2 separate regions of the Gossypium hirsutum genome follow, and region 1 is linked to region 2. The links are chromatin contacts, called in public Hi-C maps. All regions are on one chromosome and are shown on one strand. Each heading gives the region's core, a stretch centred on a gene start, on an enhancer-like site or on the middle of the called end of the contact. The rest is flanking DNA. Distances are from core to core; before and after follow the strand shown.

The links. Hi-C and Micro-C count contacts between places; a contact is called where the count stands out from the background.
Region 1: a Hi-C map of leaf shows a contact between it and region 2, with 2.8 times the contacts expected there. The contact joins the promoter of LOC107957327 here to the promoter of LOC107957328 in region 2. A contact is called at or near these places in 2 of 34 Hi-C or Micro-C datasets (both in leaf).

Annotation. Positions count from the first base shown.
Region 1 is chrA05:56,937,033-56,942,794 of Gossypium_hirsutum_v2.1, reverse strand. It overlaps LOC107957327 (protein trichome berefringence-like 7), which reads right to left and starts at 4,442. Exons shown (of 3, transcript XM_016892831.2): 1 at 3,224-4,442; 2 at 2,581-2,739. The coding sequence starts at 4,038.
Region 2 is chrA05:56,661,583-56,667,816 of Gossypium_hirsutum_v2.1, reverse strand. It overlaps LOC107957328 (zinc finger protein 8), which reads left to right and starts at 2,757. Exons shown (of 1, transcript XM_016892832.2): 1 at 2,757-3,982. The coding sequence starts at 3,190. The coding sequence ends at 3,921.

The DNA.
Region 1 (5,762 bases), core at 3,193-5,692, 270 kb before region 2:
CTTCCGTTAAGTTCCGTTATCTCCCTAACGGTAATCCTATGTGGCAGTCTAACTAGATTTTAAGTGCCAACTTGAATTTCCTAATGAGATGAAAATAGATTTTTTATTAAATAAATTTAATTAATTAAAAATTTTAAACCCTAAATTTAGTTAAAAAACCGTTCATCTCCGCCTTTTTGTAGTTTTCTTTTTCAATTGACTAAAAAAGCTATTATCATCAAAATTTTGTATTCACGTACAAAAACAAAAGAGGATTCAATAGAGAGTCCAGGTATGTCTTCTTCACCGACAAATTTATGTCCTAAAACTTAAAATGAAGTGGTTGTCGACAAATAAGAAAATAGTAATCGCTTTTGTTCCTAATCATTGTATTTTCCAATTCTTCACATTCTTGAATAATTAGTGTCTCAATCTGATTTTTTCTGATCTGAATCGGCTTGTTTGTTCACATCCCTTTGTGGGTATCCCTTTTTTTTATCTAAAATTCTTTTAATTGTTAATATTCATATCAATAATTTTAATTTAGGATTTTTATTAAATAATAAAAAATTCAATCTTTTATTTTTCAGTATTGAATAAAAAAGATAGAGGAATGCGAAGGAGACATACCTCCATCTTTATGAAGCAATCAATTTGATTTCAATTATTTTGATCTTAATAATAGTTTTTCCAGTCAAATGAAAAAAAAAATCATTGAAAAAAAGAAGAGACTGAAGAAAAATTAAAAAGAGAAGATGAACAGTTTTTTTAGTTAAGGTTAAGGTTTAAAAATTTTAATTAATTAAATTTTTTAATTAAAAATCTATTTTCATCCCATTTAGAAATTCAAGTTAACATCTAAAATCTAGTTGGACTGCCACGTAGGATTACCTTTAGAGAGATAACGGAACTTAACGGTAGAGTGATCACTTCGTAACAAAATAATAACATAAGTGACTAAAACGTAACATTTCAAACATAAGTGACTAAAATGTAATCTGAGGCAAACAAAAGTGACTATTTTTATAGATTACCCTAAATATAATTATTTATGTATGTTATATCAATTTGAGTTAATAATTTATTAAAAATGAATCAAATTAAAGTTACATATATAAATTTGTGCAACATCAAATTTCAAATTTTAAGTATAAAAATTAGACATTAAATTAATGTCCAAATATAGTTTTGAGATTTATTTCTTTTTTCTTTCATCCAGCAATTAAAAACACGTATGCTCGTATATACTTTTTTTTCTTTTACATCTCCTACTTCTTTTGTGTAATGAGTAAATGTTGCAAAAGAGGATAAATTTTGTACATCTTATATATATGTACTAATTTTCTTACCAGCGATACATGGGTTTGAGTAAATGTTTTGTACATGAGTAAATGTTTCAATTAAAATATATTTAAATTATTATATAATTTTACATAAATTTAATTATATGATTGGTATTATAAAAAAATTTATAATTTCTTTTATATTTTTGTAATTCAATATTTTATTTGATAAAAATAACGTATTAAATTATTATATATGCATGATATATACAATTTTCTAGATTAAACAGATGAAAAAGTATTTATGGCATTCATTAATTTGTTATTTATGAAATCTATTTATAATAAATGTTTTAAATATTTTTAAAAAGCTTTTCTATTTTGTTTTATTTTTTAGAAACTTAATCCTTAATATAAAAATAAAAAGACTAAATTCCTAATATACAAGAGTACATAAATTTGAAGCATATTTTAATCTTATTTTAAATACTTATGCTACTACCAAAGTCCAAGCTTTTAAATTATTTTAAAAATTAAATTGACCACGTCAACTAAAAGCTGAAGATATTGTAATATAATATAATATGTGAAATTCCATACTTCTTTAACGTCTTAATTGGACATATTGTTGTAAGTAATGATTTTAGATCAATTTTAATTGCCCTTTTCAATGGTATATCTTCTTCTTATACTTTTTAGAAGGGGTTTTATGCTTTGGTTCGATATGAGTACGAGTATGTTCACTTCTTTTGATTTTTCTCAATGTCTACATGCTTATATCTAATATGTGTCAGATATGAGTATTTCAAAAAAAAAAAAATTTAAATCATAGCAATATGGCATAACTGAAGTGTTTAGTTATTAAATAAATAAAGAAGTATCATTTGAAAAATAGTGTTTATATTATAATTTCAACAGGCAAAAAAGTTTGGCATATCATTCAGTTTTTTCTTTTTCACCTAAAAATCTTGCAAAATTTCCATTCAATTTACTCTTCTTAATTTACCATGACAAAAATGCAAAGCCATACGTTGACACATTGAAGCCAAAGCCTTTCCAAACCTGGAGGTTCTAATGTAGAAGAACTAAGCTCATCACTAGAATTGAGAATGCTATATTGCTCTTTTTGTTTAAAATAATGTTTATAGTAACAACTTTTAAACACACAAAATTTTTTTGTCTTTATGCATCACCCAACTTAGCACCCAAATAATTATTATCTTTTTCAGCTAAGGTGGAATACTTGCTTTGTAGATGCCTTATTTTCTAAAGCAAAAAGACAAAAGGAAAAAACCTGGTAGAAAGTAGAATGGCTTACATCCAATGCGAAGATTCAAAAGTCCGGAAGAACACCCTAGTTCTGTTTCTGTTGACTGAAGACTCAACCCAAGATACCCATGTCTCCAATGCAGTTCTAAAGGCAGATGCGATCCCCATTCCAAGCTTTAGTGATCTACCTGCCTGAAAATAGCGACCCCTGTCTGGTAAATTCTGTTAGGAGATTTCTACATAAAAATGAAACATGCATATAGATTTGTAATTTAGTCCTAAAAGCAACAGTGCGAACAGTTCGGTACTTTGTCACTATATTAGAACAGCAAGGAGAAAATGAGGCATAAACTGCACTATAGGTGTAAATTCAAACAAGCAGAACATATCATATAGGTTGGTAAACATAGAAATAGATGAAAAGATATATATCAACACAAATCACATTATTGCAAATTTACCATGCCTGTGCATTAGCAACCTTTGATGCATTGCCACCTAAAAAACAATGACTCAGACATTAAGACATATATCAAGTTTTAATGACTCAGCTTGGAACATAAATTGATGCAAGTAAACTTTCATGAAACTAAATGAACTAAAAATTGAAACCAAAATTTTAACTGGAAAATTTCTGTTGCATCCACCAAAGAACACCAATATATGCAGTTAAAGATATCTAGATAACTTACATATCAAAAAGCTTAGTTGGCGTCCACCAATGACCTGAATTAAATATCAAGAAATCAGAGTCAATCCACTCCTTGCTCATATCATCCAGCTTGTCAAGTTTGACTGTTGATTTAACCCTCTTAGGTGCATGCCTTGGTGCTGAACCAGGCTGCACTAGGAAAACTGACCGATAAAAGTCAATACGTAAATTATATGAACTGAAATACACTCCTAAAAACCTAATTCGCTTAGTGATCTTATTTCCATTAATTTCATAGACATTCCTCTTATCCTGCACACCTTGCATAAGCAAACATATCATAGACTCCCATTGTGTTCTGCTCAATGAATCACCAACAAAAACAATCCGTTTCCCATGAAGCTTTCCAAGGATCTCTTGCACATTAAACCTTGGAATTTCACAGTTTTTAGGCTGCCATCTCCATTTTTGATAACCCCTATCTCTTCTTCCATTAACCACACAATCAAACCCACGCTCAGCAAAAGGACATTGTGAAGCATTATATAAAGGGTAACTTTCATCAGGGATCCATTTGCCATAAAAAACATTGCATTTGGCAACTAAATCATCAGACTCATGAACTGTATAAGTACGAACAGCTGGCTGATATATTGGAAAGACATGAAAATATGTGCATATCATTGCTAAAAGGAACGATAAAATTAAACCAATAACAATAAGTGCACTGATTGATTCAGAAACACAATGCTTACAGTGAATCTTTACAAATCTGTCACTAAAACTCAAAACCCTTTCATGAAATTGTCTCAACTTGCTAAATGAACACTGTTCAACCTCAAAATTACCCAACATCTCAGCTATCTTTTCGGAAATGTACACTGATTACCATAAAGAACTAGCCAACTTCTAATCAGAATTCAGAAATGAACGACAAAGTAAAGCTAAGTAACCCAAATTAGCAGCATCAGTATATAAATCATGCAATCGAAATGAAAAGCACTTGAAGTTCAAGATCCCATATTTTTTTCTCAAAAAGATAAAATCTTACAGTTGTTTTTTTCCAACGCAACCGGGCATCTGCAAACTCAAGCAGGAGCTGCAAGCAAGGTAGTTGGGAATAATGAAATAAAGATGGAAGGTGAGGGCATTTTGGGTATTCAAATAGTAGTTCTGAACATGATGTAAGAACCGCAATCTTAAAAGGGCAAACATGGTAATAAAGAGCGGAAGCTCCTAGCACCAGCTCGCTATCTAACGCCTAACAATATTTTTAGCAATTTTATTTATTATTTAGTTTTTTTATTGATAATATATTTGCAGACATAAGTATTTTTTGAAGTGGATGAAATTTTTTAAAATTTTTTATAGACATAAAATAGTTTTCTTATGTTAAATATATTTGCTAAACTTTTTTTTACAAATTTTTCAATGTTTGATGATTAAAATAATTTTTTAATTTAAAAACAATGATTTGAAGTTTATAATTAAAAAAGGAACAAATATTTTCAATGTTATAAATTTTTAATTTTTAAGTGATTTTCTTATTTTTAAAGTACATGAAAGCTTGTATTGCAAGTAATGTAAATTAAGATAAAAAATAATATTTATATATATTATAATTAAAAATATTAAAAAAAAGTTATATGCACGGCAATAAGAGTGAATTAACAGAAAATGTTCTTTTTTTAATATTTATTGAATTAGGCCTTTTTTAAAATATTTATGGGATTAAGCCGATTTTTTTTTAAAACGTGTTGTGCTGGATATGTTTGTAGCGTACTTTGCAAGAAAATGAGCTGAGCTGAATGCATTTTCAGCTAATGTTGTAAGAAACCGCTTCTAGCTAGACACGCTTTCCTGCTCTATCAGCAAAAGGCTACCAGCTCAGCGTGTTTTCCCTAATGGCTACCCCACAATAGTCTAATTACAACAGCAACTTCCCACCCCAATGGTTAAAAAAAAACTATTTAAAACCCCTCAATTCTATATTTTTTTTAATTCACTTGTAACACCCCTTACTCGTCTTCATCACTAAATTAGGGTTATGGGAAGTTACAACAATTAACAGAACAAACATAGATTATTTCAAATAAAAAAATTACTTTTAAATCAATCATCAATAATTTTAATCAATTAACATGTCATTCAAATTAAAACGAGACTTAAATCGAGCCTACAAAGCATTAAAAGTTATTAAGAAACAACCAAGGATTAAATTAAATAAAAAATATGAAAATAAGGTAAAACTGAAAACAAAGGTCACACGGTCGTGTGGTCAGGCTATGTAACAGGGCTTAGCCTATGTGGTGTAGAGATATGGTCATCTGGCCAAACCATGTAACTCCTTGTGCAGGCCGTGTAACTTTCGGAGACCATGTGAACTTAAAATCACCAAAATTAAGTACACGATCGTGTCATACAATTGCGTGGGGCAAACAACCATGTGGGAGATTGTGTCATAGGCCGCGTATACCCAAAAACACCTTCAATCACAAGCCATGTCACGCACCCTTTCTTAGGTTCCAAGCCATGCATTAACCAACATCCAAACCTATTCTGTAACATCTTAAAATAGG
Region 2 (6,234 bases), core at 1,508-4,007:
TCGAATTTTGCGGTCCCGAAACCTCTGTTCCAACTAGACCTAATTTTGGGATATTACATTAGGAACAATTTTGAATTTTTTGGGGACGCTCAATGAGTGACATCACAATGTTGCATTTCTTACATCACAACATCACCAAACTACAAGTGACGTTGCGACTTCGTGCCCTATTTCAACCCTACACTATTTTAAGCCATTTTGGCCTTTACAAGCCCGTTTGGGGTGTCAACTCTGAATCTATTGTAAATGAATTTAAATTATTTTTAAAACTTTCAATTTTTCTAAAACATAGTTTAACTATTTTATAAAAATGTTCTAAACTTCAAATTCTTACATAAATTCAAGATTTCATACTCTTACATGCTCCAATGGCATCTCCCATCTATATCGATCATTAAGACGGGAGAGGGGGTGTTGCAAAAAGTGTTCATAAGCCAAAAACAGACTAGGCCAAAACAAAGCTTAATTAATTAAGTCTATATACATTCAAATTGGCTCAAATTGGGCCAAAACTCCATGAAGATTAAGATGGATTGTTTAAGCTCATTTTCTTCAAGAATGTAACTCCATTAAGCTTGTAGATGACCGTCCAAGCATTTCTCAATTTAAGATATTCATTCTTGAACCAAGATTTCCAAGAATTGGAATCTTGATTTCTTGAAACTTGAAATCTTCAAATTTGTTTGTGTTAGAACAAGATTTGTTTTCTTTATTTTCTCGAAACAAAGAATCAAAATTTTGATAATCTTACTCAACGCCAAGGATGCCCAAATCCCATTTAGACTTGTTCATGGGTCGGGCTACCCGCCCAGGCTCAAAATCTCTCTCGAAATTTAGGAAGGTTTGTGTAAAAATATTAGCCCTGGAAAATTGGATTGGGCAAAAAAATTAGACTCGTTTAAAATATGGGTCGAGGTCAGGCTTGAACCTTTTAAGGCTCGAGCCCAACCTATTTTTAAGTCTATAAGGCCTTATATTATGTTATTTTTATATATTATGTAATTTATAACACATTAAAAAATAAATTTATACTAAATATATAATACTACTCTAATGTAAATATCAAAATAATATTAAAATAACTATATAAAAAATTTCAATAAATAAGAAATATATAAAATTATTAATTATTAAAATAAATTAAAATAATATAAATATTTTAAAAAATTAAAAATAATATGCGTATGCCTAAAATAGACTTGTATTAATTTTTTGCATATATGGGCGGGTTTGGGTAAAATTTTAGGCCCATATCTTAAGTCGAGTCGAGTTTAAATAAATATAAAATATATTAATATTATACTTAAGCCTGACCTGAACCATAAGCATTCAAGATTAAACCCCAAATTATGTAACCTATAGGCTTGTTAAATGAGCATAGTTGAAGGATAAGCCTTGGGCCGTAAATTCAGCTTATCCTCCAATGGGATAGTGCATCATTCCATGATGGCCCACCAGGTTCCTTTTCTCTCGTATAAAAGACTCCATCACGCAGAGAAAGGGGCATAACACAAATTTAACCATACTCCCACTTGACTCTATTACTCTTTCATGCAATCCTCAAATTTCCAAACCTCCCATTACGGCTTTCGGCACCACCACTATCATGTCAACAACCATTAACCATTACCACAACCCAAACATTGCATTGACAATCTGTAAAGAGAAAAAAATGTAAAAAAAGTTGTTTGTATGAATACAAATGTGTAGTAAGAAATACAAACTTAAATTATTTACTTTTCACCTTGTTTAGAATTTTGTTGAAAGTTTGTACATGGAATTTATAAATATTGTTGCGCATATACGTGTGTATTATATATATCCAAACAAACCCTAGCAATAATGATTAGGACATTGATGAAGCAAAGAAGCTTTAGTTTGAAAAGCGTGAAGTCTCTACATCTAACATTTGGTCCACATAAGGGAACATGTTAGATTTTGCAGGAGAAAGAAAGGGGAGAGAGAGAGAGAAAAGAGAAAGAGAGAAGTGGGAGGGGTCTCCCAAAGACAGGTTTCATTCAAGCCACCTAATGGGAAAGAGAGAGGTAGGGAACTACGAGATAGCGACCCCTCCCTTATGTGCCCACACCAGACAAATCAACGCTCGTCTACACTGCATCCTGACACGAGAGGAAAAGCTTTGTTAGCCCCACACCCTCCCATAACCATAACGAAAAAGATAAAAAGAAAAACCTTATTCATTACTACTTGTAGAGAATTAGGGTTTCTTAGGATGGTGACTCTTTTGTTTTTGACTTATAATCACTCTGCTATTGCATGTGATCTCACATGTCATTTGCTTCCCACATCAATATTTGCCTAATATCATAAATAAATAAATAAATAAAATAGTGTAAAAAATCCAAAAAAATAAAAATTAAAAGCAATGAAAAAATATTCTAAATATACTTTGAAAATTTTGTAAATTTCATATTTTAGTCGTTAAACATTATAATATTCATTTGATCATATTTGTTGAAAAATAGAAATAAACAAGAATTACAATGTGGACAAACAAACAATCTGAACTGGTATAAAAGAATGTATATATAGTTTATATTTTTATGCACACAAATGTATATATAGTTTATATTTTTATGCACAAAAAGTCTATATATCTATACAAGTTAATGAATGAGAAATTCAATCTTTTCAAACCTTTTAAAAATAAACATAGATATATGACATGTTTGGGGAGAAAATAAATTTCAAATATAATGTGCATCTCTAAGAAATAAAAGGTCAAATATAGTGATATGCATACTTAATAACTTTTTCTGATATTGTTTAATTGAGAATTTTCCGTAATGATGCAGGTGGGAGTGAAAACATAAATTTTCAAGATCTTAGGACGTGGGTAGCAGAATAACTTTCCAAAACAAACAAAAAAATTTAAGCGAAAGGTAGCCAAGGTAGTATTTTGACAACCCAAACTGCCAATGCCACTCTCATATCTGACCAGAAACTTGTGGCCTTCCTTGTCAGCCCTCACTCTCAGATCATTCATGACCATTACCATTGCCATGGGTCACCTCTCATTTGTATATGCTTCTCTCTTCCATTCCCTCTTTGTAGGCCCCACCCTCTCCCCTTTCTCTTAGCTACCTTCCCCTTCTCTCCCTTAATCATTTCAGCTCTCTCCGGAGAAATTAAAACCCAGCCACCGCCCTCTCTTTGTTTCTCTTCTTCATGGAGAAGAACGAAAGGGAAACTCACGACTTCATGAACGTTGAATCCTTCTCTCAGCTTCCATTTATCCGTCCTGCCCCTATAAAAGAAAGGGGTATTTTTCGTTTGTTCGGCAAAGAATTCAATGGTGGTCACTCAGGCTCGGCTATGGCTAGGAACGAGTCAGACTCAGCAGGGAACAACGATGATACAACCAAGGAGAACGAGAATGGAGAGAACAGCAGAAGGTTTGAATGTCACTATTGTTGTAGAAACTTCCCGACTTCCCAAGCTTTAGGCGGTCACCAAAACGCTCACAAAAGGGAACGCCAACATGCGAAACGCGCTCATCTTCAGTCAACAATGGTGCAAAACTCTTTATCTGATGCTCAGATTTACGGCTTCGTTAACTACAGGCTAGCCTCAGCTCCAACACAAGCTACGGCGAGTTACCCTTCGTGGAACAACAGTACTAGCAGTAGGTTTTATGGGAACCAAAGCTCTTTTCCTCAGCCACCCATCAGTGGTAGCCCACTGGGGTTATGGAGAACCCCTGCTACGGTTCAAAGAAACTCATCTAATTTCTATCCCGACCTTTCATCATCATCATCGCAACCGTCTCCATTTTTTGCTGGTGAAGAATTGAAGCACTCGCAAGTTGTTGGTGGAGGTGGTTCAAGTTCCCGGAGCCGGTACGTTTATAAATCAAATCCAAGAGTGCAAGACCATGTGAGTTTGGATCTACATCTGTAATAATTAATTTCCTAATAACTTTTTATTAACCGAGAAGAGAAACAAAATCATTGCAGTGCAAGATGAGATGGTTATTTATAACTCCTTGCTTCTAACATCCTGGATTTTACTCTTTTTAGTATGATTTCCTAGTAAATGTCATTAATCTCGAAGCCATGAGCTAGCTGACAAGAAAACCTACTTCAATGAAAAAAAAAAACACTTTCAATCTGATCTTCATTAGGGCATTTCATTTGGGTTGGTAAAATTTCTGTTATCCTTTAATCTAAAAGAACATGTTTACAGTTGCGATCGATGTCTTCCCTATTTCTGAAACTTTCTAACGTGTGAGGAATATTGATTTCGAGGTGGCTATCAGTGAGAGGAACACATGAACAACACTGTAGCTACACACGTGTACATAAATATATACTCTATGCTGTCCGTCTGAAAACAGGCGAAGACGTTGATAGAAAGAGATATATCAACAGATTTAAGGTGTGGGTTTTCGTTCTGATACAGCAATAGAGAGAAAATAAAGAGTAAACAGTTAAAATTAAGTGTTTCTTTTTATTTTTCTTTTTCCCTGACTATATATGCCCTGTTCCTTGCATGAAAAATGCCATGTAAAAGATTCATATTTTGTTTCTTTCATGGCATTTTCAGGTGTAGGATAGCCATAGGACATTGGTCGCCAAAATTTATTACATTGTTCATTTCCTTTTGTTCTTGCAGATCGTATTTAATCAGAATATTTAAGTGAACAAAGAAAGAGAGATAAGATTTTTTTTGGAGGGTGGAGAGGGTGGGGGGTGGGGGCATATTTATTAATATGTTTGGCAATCAAATTTTAAATGATGTCTGACGATCGGCATGAATGTTTGCGGTGGAACCTCCTGTCATTAGACCAGAAGCTGAAAGAACAATGGTGGCAATTTTAAGGCCACAGCTTAATTTAAGTGTGTAGAAGTAGGTATTCGATCGAGTCAAGTTGAATCGAGTAAAAAAAATTTAAATTAGTCGAGTTGATGAATTCTATCTTAGCAACCGAACTCGATTTGAATTTTTTTGAATCAAATCAAATCAAGTAAAAAATTTTGAGTCAAGTCGAGTCGAGTTAACAAATTATATTATTTATACTCAATATTGCGTTTGTATTGACCGATTATTTAATTAGTAGATAAAGTACAAGATTATTTAACTACATAAACAATATAATTATTTTACATTTTAACTTAATGAGTAAACAATGGTGGCAATTTTATGGCCACAGCTTAATATATATGTGAAGGGGAGGTATTCGATCGAGTCGAGTTGAATCGAGTAAAAAAAATTCGAGTTAGTCGAGTTAACGAATCCTATTTTAGCAATCGAACTCGATTTAAATTTTTTTGAATCAAATCGAATCGAGTCAAGTCGAGTCGAGTTAACAAATTATATTATTTATACTCAATGTTTCGTTTACATTGGCCGATTATTTAATTAGTAAACGAAGTACAAGATTATTTAATTACATAAACAATATAATTATTTTACCTTTTAACTTAATGAGTAAATATTTATCAAAACGACGTAATTTTGTCTTTTAACTTAATGGTTTTGACTTTAACTTTAGAAAAGGTAAATATTTATCAAAACGACGTAGTTTTGTCTCTTCTTATTCAAATTTTAGGATAACTCGAATTATGTAATTCATATTTGAGTTAAACAAAAAAAATTATTTTTTATTCAAAGTTAATTCAAATAATTTGATTAACTAAAATAACTCAAACTATTTAATTCAAAATTTAAATTTTTTACTAAGTTTTTCGAATCGAATCGAATCAAATTTTACTCACCGCTACGTAAGTAGAGAGAGAAACACATATGTTTGAACTGAAAGCTGCTAGTAATAAATAAATATCAAAATGAAATTGATCTCCCTGTGATTTGAAATCATATGAAATTATCTTGGGATGGGACCATATACTTTTTGAAAAGAAAAAAAAAAAAGGTCAGATATGGAAGAGAAGAGAATGATTATATAGCAATGGAGGACATAACATTCTTACATAAAGTAAACAGATGATGGATTAATTGTCTGCTGCTGGAAAAGATGTAGGGGCTTAGCAGGGGATGGGTCAGTTCATCTTTTTGCCTTAAAATCTGCGAACAAATATACATTTTTTTCTTTGATTTCTCATAGCAGTGGGAGGAGGACAACAATATAATCTCATCCAAGCTTTCATGGCTATTAAAAATGGTAAAACACCCAAAGCTTCCCGTCAAAAAAGTTTTCGTGTCCTTTGTTTTGTTTTGTTTTGTTTTGTTTCGTAGTAAAGATGAAGGGAACAA